2 separate regions of the Mus musculus genome follow, and region 2 is linked to region 1. A link is a contact called in public promoter capture Hi-C data. All regions are on one chromosome and are shown on one strand. Each heading gives the region's core, a stretch centred on a gene start, on an enhancer-like site or on the middle of the called end of the contact. The rest is flanking DNA. Distances are from core to core; before and after follow the strand shown. Region 1 holds the start of Kcnj4 (potassium inwardly-rectifying channel, subfamily J, member 4). Region 2 overlaps Dmc1 (DNA meiotic recombinase 1).

What was found. Promoter capture Hi-C pulls out the DNA fragments that hold promoters and counts their contacts.
Region 2: a promoter capture Hi-C map of hippocampal neurons shows a contact between it and region 1, with 1.6 times the contacts expected there. The contact joins the enhancer-like site here to the promoter of Kcnj4 in region 1. A contact is called at or near these places in 2 of 39 promoter capture datasets (hippocampal neurons and pre-B cells), 6 of 484 Hi-C or Micro-C datasets (CD8 T cells, the G1E-ER4 cell line, memory CD8 T cells and 2 more), 2 of 115 datasets of contacts at active chromatin or transcription factors (embryonic stem cells and neural progenitor cells) and 2 of 9 other capture datasets (adipose tissue and pancreatic islet).

What each region holds. Positions count from the first base shown.
Region 1 is chr15:79,503,983-79,507,819 of GRCm38.p6, forward strand. It overlaps Kcnj4 (potassium inwardly-rectifying channel, subfamily J, member 4), which reads right to left and starts at 1,259. Exons shown (of 2, transcript NM_008427.5): 1 at 1,214-1,259.
Region 2 is chr15:79,560,956-79,565,115 of GRCm38.p6, forward strand. It overlaps Dmc1 (DNA meiotic recombinase 1), which reads right to left. Exons shown (of 14, transcript NM_010059.3): 14 at 542-1,627. The coding sequence ends at 1,558. Among named protein-coding and RNA genes, the nearest start is that of Ddx17, 16 kb to the left of the region's middle. Within about 2 kb of position 1,701, at least 9 of the 459 cell types and tissues checked have an H3K27ac peak or open chromatin away from gene starts, as enhancers often do. A contact at or near this core is called in hippocampal neurons, where this site is marked.

The sequences.
Region 1 (3,837 bases), core at 9-2,508:
CATTCCACAGATGTGCTGGCAGAGGCTCAAGGAGCATAACTTGCCCAGTGTCTCAACTAGCTGGTCTCATTTCTGAAGCCTGGACCAAGGGATATACGAGCCTTGATGCCCAGTATGGAAAACTTCAGAAAGAGACCCTTCTTCCATAGGAGGGCAGAGCAGAATGTTCCAGGCTCAGTCCTCCCGCTCCACTTGCCCTAACTGTCCTGTTTCTCCACTTGCTCCCCTCAGAAGCCAAGTCAAGGCTACACATGGCTCTGGACTCCTAGCAGTCCTGCAAGGTGCAGGGATGGATGGGAGTGGGGGTGGAGTGAATATTGGATCCCTGGATCCAGCCCTTCTCTGTCCAGGGCTAGACACCTCGTCTGGTCCCTAGGTCCTTCAGCCTACTACTTGGAGCTCTCCCCCTCTTGAGGCCCTCCCTGTTAGGGCAGCCCAGCCACCCTGTGTGGTGCCTAGAGGGCACTGCTGCCTGCCAAGCTGGTCTACAGCTCCCTGCCCTGAAGTCTGAGTCCCCTTGCATAGTTTGTGGGGGAGGGGGGGGCAGTAGTAGGCTGACCTGGTTAGTGGGCATTCTGCAGGTGGTGGTGAAGTTCTCCTTGCTTAGAGCCCACGGCATGACTCTTTGCTGTTTCCCCTTTGCAGAAGAAAAAGCATCTTTGCCCCTCTCTCTACAGCCTTAGTTTCCACCACTCTAATCCCCGAAATGCTCCATTTACTGTTACCTCATTCCTTCAGCTACTACCGGCTCACCTACCCTGGGGTTATCTGGCACAAGGCAGGTGCTTAACACAGCAGAAGGGAGATTTCTGTCATACTCCGAACCATTCACGGAGACTGCAGGTGGGTGGTGGGAAGCTGAGACGCCCCCTTCCCACCTTGCTGCAAGTCACCTGCCTCGCAGCTCCTGGCATGGAGGTGGGCGGGGGCAGAGAAGGGCCGTCGCCAGGGCAGGAGGTCAAATCTCTGTCATCCATCTCCCTTCTATTGCCAGCCACAACCCACAGGAGACGCTCTGATGGCCAAATAAACGGAGCGCGCCAGCTTGGGGGAAGTCACAGGTCCACACTGGGACCCTTCAGGAATCGGGTCTGATGGATAAGTGCAGGACGGGTATGGCCAGAGCGGCAGGACAAACAACTCTCTGAGCTAGACAGACATTGGGACGGACAGACGGACGAAGAGTACTCGCGATGGACGAGCCCGAGCTTACCCCGGGGCGTAAGGTCCGAGGAGGGTCTGGGCGGCGAGTGTCCGCTACATCCCCCGGCGCAGTCCGGCGGGCGGAGTCCGGGGCGCCGGGCTTGGGACGCGGGCGCCGCCTGCCCGCGATGTCGCCACTGACCCAGGCGGCCTCTGTGGGTCTCGGGGTCTCCGCGCTGTCCCGCGCCGCTCCCTGCGTAACTTTCAGCGTTGCCCCGCGTCAAGAGCTGGGCGCCGCCCGGGCGGCAGCATCGTGGAGCCCGGGCTCGGGTCGAGGGGTCCAGGGGCCCAAGGCGCCCCACTGCCCGCTGTTACCCACAGCCCCACGACCCTCTCGTTGTTCAGTTCTGGGGTCTCCTGGCTCTGTGGCCACCTCGCGCCTGCCACAAGGTCCCCGCCGCTGTGCCCCGGTGCCGCCTCTCCTCCCGCGGGGCCGTGGCACCTGGTCGCCGCGCTCCGGCCCCTGCCCGGGCTCAGCCTCGCCCCGCGCCGCCTCCTCGGCCGGCTGTGTCCTTCTCTGTCTGCGTCCCTCCCACTCCCGCCGCCGCCCCCTCCGTCTGGGACCCGGTCCCCGCCGCGTCCCCGGCTCGCCCGGGAGCCTGAGCTCCCGCCGCCCGCGGCGCGCCGAGAACTCCCAACTCGCAGCACGCGCCCCGCTTCGGAGACTTTCGCCCCTCCTCACACGTGACCCGCGCCCCGCTGCGGAGGCAGCGCGCCCCGGCTGCCAGCCCCAGGCGGACCCCACCCCGGCCCTCCTGGTGCGTCTGACCCACGCGGGCAGGCCACTAGCGCCCGGGACCCAGGACTCCAGCAGGAGTCGGGGGTCGGGGACGGGGGGGGGGGGGGGGGGAAGGCTGCGCCGTCCGGTTCTCGCGCGGATCCTGCCCGGGTTTTCCTCCTCGCCCCGCCGCACTCCTACTGGAGGATCCGTTCCAAGGAGGATCCACTCCCGGATTTGCGAGGCCCCTGGGGACAGGTGGGGAGGGTTCTCCGAGCCCAGAGGAGGGTAGGTGGGAACCAGTCCTGTGGGGGTCCCGGTGGCCCTGACCCTCTCCTGGGTGGTCTGCATCCTCTCCCGAAGCTCTAGCAGCTAAGGGCCCTAAGCACCCCCACTTCAGGAGACAGAGGTCGTTCTTTTGGAAGAACCCTAATAGTGGCACAGTCTATCAGTAAGGCTTCAGTTCACAAAGGAGAAACTGAGGACCCACAGACGTCCAAAAGTTCGCAAAAGGCCACCCAGTGGAGTGGAAGTCAACAAACCCTAGTCCCTGTTTTCTTCTCATCTTACTAATCTGTCTTTCCTTTTTTATTTATGTCTATGTGTGCAGATGCCTGTGTGTGTCCGTATGTGCACCATGCATGTACAGATGCCCATGTGCGTGCATGTGTGCTACATGTGGGCAGGAGCCTGTGAAAGCCAGAAGAAGTTGTCAGGTTCCGTGCAACTAGAATTATAGGCAGCTGTGAAGTGACATGTGGGCGCTGGGAACTGAACTTGGGTACTCTGCCAGAGCAGCAAACCTCTTAAAGATGGAGGCATCTCACCAGCACTATAAGAGAAGGTCCAGACCTTCCTCCCCCAATCCCCCAGAGAGCTCAGGTCTGGGTCCCACACTCTTGGAAGCACCTCCCAGTTCCTGCCGAGCCAGCCACGTTCCTGAGCGTTTGTCACCTAGCCTTCTAAGGAAGCAGGTGAGGAAAGCCCTTCTCTGTGGCCATAGGAGTCTAGAAGACCTGCAAGCAGAGAGCCTCTGGCCGTGGAAGACTGGACCCAGATCACAGAGGGAGAAGATCTCTCGGGATTGGGGGGGGGGGCTGGGGGGGAAGGGAAGCACACAAACTTATGGAGAACTGATTGAGTCTCCAATCTCTTTGGCTTCCTGTGCCAAGCAGACCTTCCGGGACAAGACTCGTGAATGCTACGCAGGCCACACAGCCATCTTTCTGTAGGTTCTCCCTTTGCCAAAGGATCTGTCTCAACTCAGCGCCTCAGGACGGTTCGCTTGTCAGGCTCCCGCACACCGTATATTCACACATGTCCTCCGATTCCCACGGATTCCAGAACGTACCAGATGCCTTCACACCTCTCTCTGCCTGCACGCTCTGTTCCCCACTGCCTGAAATGCCCTTGGTCTTTCTTCACAGTCGGAGCCTTTCTACTCTTCTCCAAGCCCAGCACCTATTCGCTCAATCAGCCTGCACCCCAGGGCCCACCTATCCCCAACCCTCGGGTTAGGCATGAGTATGGTTCTTATTTTAAAAGTTAGGAAATCAGACCAACCTGGCTTCAAAAGCACTTAGAAACAGCATGACCTTGAGTAAGGTTCTGTTTAACTTGCCCCAAACTGTGAGCGCTAATGGCGCCCTGTGCACAACAGGCTGCTGAAGGCAGGTGGGTGCTGGCAGCAGGCTCTTCCTCGCACGGGTGCCCTCCAGAGCACTTTGGACCTTCTCTGTGCAGTGTCTGTTCTTCTTACCCTGCTGTGCCCTAAGGCAGACAGCCAGGACTGATGTTCCCCGGCGTGTGTGTGTGTGTGTGTGTGTGTGTGTGTGTGTGTGTGTGTGTGTGTGTGCGCGCGCGCGCGCGCGTGCATACATTCTCGCCCTCCAGCACACTAAGTGCTCACTTAGCAG
Region 2 (4,160 bases), core at 451-2,950, 57 kb after region 1:
TGAGCCACCATGTGGTTGCTGGGGATTGAACTCAGGACCTCTGGAAGAGCAGTAAGCACTCTTAATCTCTGAGCTACTTCTCCAGCTCAAGAAAGTTTTTTGCTTTTTGTTTTTAAGTGCCTTTAGTAACAAATTCCTTTCCTAGAACAAAACAATGCTTCAGTACTTGCTGGTAAAATGATTTAAGTGAATTTGCAGAATGTAGAACACCTGTTCCTAGATGTTTCTGTTCCTGCTTTATTCAGAGGAGCCACTTCTGTGGTTTTACAGGAGAAAAAGGCGGAAGGGCTCTGCCTCCCAGGACCCAGCTTTCTGCTGCCCCAGGGAGCCCTCAGGCCTCTGTGGTCTATGCCCTTCCTCCCCTGCATTAGGACTTCATGCATTAGGGTCAATCCAAATCCTCACCATTCGCTCTCTCATTTTCCTGAGCACTGGTCCCTTCTCCAGTGTGCTGCTCCTTGGGGCAGGACCCACTCCTTGTCTATTAGCATGGACCATCTAAGAGCTAACCAGTAAATGACTGAATGCAGAATCAAAAACCTTTAGTAGTAAATACTTTACTTTTTGGATTTTCATTTTAGTTAACACAATATAAAAGATCACCTGTAGCAATTATATATTAGTATTTTAATTTTTAAATAGTCTTATATTTTGAAAACTAGATTTTATTTTTGACAATCACACACACTCAAAAACAATGTTCTTTCACAAATTCTTTGATGTCTCAGCTATAGATTTTACATTTATATTAGCTCTAAAATTAAAAAAACAACAACTTTGAATTCTCCACTCAAAACATAAAAACATACCATTTTTGGATAGTGTCATATCGCCCAGGCCAGTTTTGATAATTGGGCATGGTAGCTAAAGCTACCTAGGCCTCCCAAATATTGAGATTACAAGTGTGCACCACCATGCCCAATTATCATAACACATTTTTTAAAAGTCATTTCAACTTGACATATCAGATGATTGAAAAGTTGGCTTAATGTTTCTCTCCTCTTATTGTAAAGATGCATGTGAAGGCCACCAGGGTGATTACAAACAGCTCATGTATACTCCAAGCTTTCACCTCACATGAGCTCTCTTGGGGAACAGCACCCAGTTCTCAGTCCCAGCACCATAGTCATTGGTGCTATGCCCCAAGAAATGCTGGATGAGAAGTCTGGGGTTGGGGGGTTGTGGGGAAGATGATACATATCTGAGCTCCTTTGAATTTCTGTGTGCTCAATGGCTTACTTTAGTAGGCAGAAGGAAGGGCACTGGGTACCCCTTCCCCAATACCTGACAGGCACATTTATGCATATGTGTCTATCAAGTAATTCAAGAATATGTATGCATATTTCTGAATCAACATGCAGTATATATATATAGTTGGTTGCATATCAGGAAGGAACTTTTAAGATAAATATAAGCTTCACATCGCTTTTGCTGACTTTCTTTTAATAACACTTGGGGAAAAAAACAAACTCTTATTTCAAGATGTAAATTCAAGGCTGCTTCCCACTTCTCCAGCCCCTAATAAGCAGCAAGAAGCAGTCTGTACCAATTCCCCACCTACTCCTTGGCATCCCCGATCCCTCCAGCGGTTATTGCGAAGGTGGCTTCATTTTCAGGCATCTCGGGGCTACAGAATACAAGGGAACAGAAGTTTATAAAAAGCTCTGTTTCTAAAAATACTGTGCACATGTCACATTCATCACGTTCCCATCAGTCTGAGTCTCCAGAGACGCTGCAGTGCGGGTGCAGCTAAATGTGCCTACCGAGCTTACCTAGCAGAGTTATCAACCCTCGCAAACATTGTTAAACAACTTCTATATATAAGGGTTTGAATGTCAAGAAAAATTACTCCCAAACTTGGAAACAGGCAAATGGGGATAAACTGGGTGTTTTATCAGGATAGTTTGAGGCTGTGTACAGGTCCTGTGGGGCCTGTCTGACTCCTTTGGGGTGCAGCTTTAGTCAGGCTTTGCCAACAAAGGGAAAGCTGAAAAGGGCTTTGAAATAAAGCAGGCAAGTTCTGAGCGCCCGCAGGGAAAAGCTGGTTGTCCAGCTTGTCCTTCAGCTTCCTGGTTCTTGTTGGGTAAGGGCTCTATGCATTCTGTGTTGTCATTAACTGCAAGTAGTGCAGCTCTCGTCAGAGAACCAGAACTTGTGAAGTTGGAGCACCTACCATTAGTACTGAACTGTGGAGACTGGCTAATTTTTGATCAATTAATTCATTTCTTCATTCCCTATTTGACTAAACATGTTTGTCTAAACATACTTTGAGTTTTCTTTTGATTTAGTTTAAAAACCTTATTAATTTTCATTAATTGATGAGGAGTCATCCGAGTGATCCACACTGAATCAGTGGGGTAAGGGAAAAGGCAAGTCTTGTGGAGAAAGGAAGATGGAGCTGAGGAAGGAGGACGAGCTATGTGGACACTGGGTAGTCAGCTGAGAAGCTGGTAACATTTTGCTCTCTCTGTGTGTAGTGCTGGACACTGACCTCAGAGTCTTGGACATGACAGACAAGTGATCTCTCACCTCGCTACACTCCCAGCCCTTTTGTTATTTAAGGTTTTTTTTTTTTTTTTTTTTTTTTTTTTGAGACAGGGTCACTCTATGTATTTCTGGCTGTCCTGGCACTCTCCATGTAGTTCAGGCTGGCCTCCGACCTCTGCCTACTGAGTGTTAGGATTACTTACTTTTTATTTATTTATTTACTATGTAGCTCAGGCTGGCACTAAACTACTCACCCTCTTGCCTCCCCAACTGAGCAGGTAACAGGTGTGTGTGTGTGTGTGGTGTGTAAGGCATGCTTGCTAGTTACATGTATAGTACATGGAAGCTAAAGTTGATATCAGAGATTGATAACTTCTATCAGTCTCTACTTCATCTGTTAAATCAGAGTCTTTCTTAAATCTGGAGTTCTCTACTTCAGCCGCACTTGGTCAACAAGCCCCAGAATCCTTTTGTTTCCCCAGTGCTGGAATTATTGATAAATACCATTAGCTCTTATGCAAGTACTACTGAGCCTCCTACAAACTCAGGTCAGATAAGGGGCTATGTGGGGAGCGTTATTCTAGGCAAAGGAAACACGTGGGAGAGACTCTTAACGCAGGAGCCTGCCCTGCAGTGCCTTTGCTGGAGGATCACAAGTTTAAGACCTGCTTGGGCTCCATAACATCTGGCTTCAAAAATGGGGAATGGGCTGGGTAGGAAAGATCAGTTGCTAGGCTGTGTGCCTTGTGTCACTTGAAGCCCTGGCTTTAATCCTCAGCATTGAATAAAATCAGGTGTGGTGATGCACGTCTGCAATTTGACCACTCAGGAGGCGGAGGGAAGAAGATCAGAAGCTAAAAGTTATCCTTGGCTACATGGAGAGTCTGAGGGCCTGAGCTACATGAAACCCTGTCTCAAAAACAATGTATGTGGTGGAAGCACAGGGGCCAAGGGCCACATAGCCCTTTACCTAACCATCTTTCTCACGTCTTTAAGCCTTTGGTCATACGTGACCTTCTCCAGGATGAGTAAGGTGCTGAGTTTGGAGGAGCCGCAGTAGTGCTCACATAAGAGAATCCCTTGACTCTTCTAGTCTCTTTTTTGTTTTGTTTTGTTTTGTTTTTATGGTTTTTGGAGACCGGTTTTCTCTGTGTAGCCCTGGCTGTCCTGGAACTCACTCTGTAGACCAGGCTGGCCAGAACTCACATAGATCCACCTGCCTCTGCCTCCCAAGTGCTGGGATTAAAGGCGTGCGCCACCACACCCAGCTTTCTATTCTCTTGATTTGGGTGTAAGGTCAGTGAGGCTGGAGAGCTGGCTCAGAGATTCAGAGCACTTGCAGAGGAGCAGGGTTCAGTTCCCAATCCAGTGATACCCACAGAACTGCTCACAACTGTCTGTTTCTGAGGGCTCTGATGCCCTTTTTTGGCCTCCATAGGTACCAGGGATGCATATGCACATACAAACTAAGGCAAACATACAATAAAAAATTAAACACATAAACAAAAATTTAAAAAGCCATTCATGGAATGTAAATGGCTACTCGGGCTTGGCTCTAAGTTATGAGAAGCCTGGTGAGTTCTCTGGCAGAGCAGCAAGTGCTCTTGACTGCTAAGCTATCTCTTCTGCTCCAGTTTTGATACCTTAAGTTCTGATCTGGTTTTGCTGTTTTG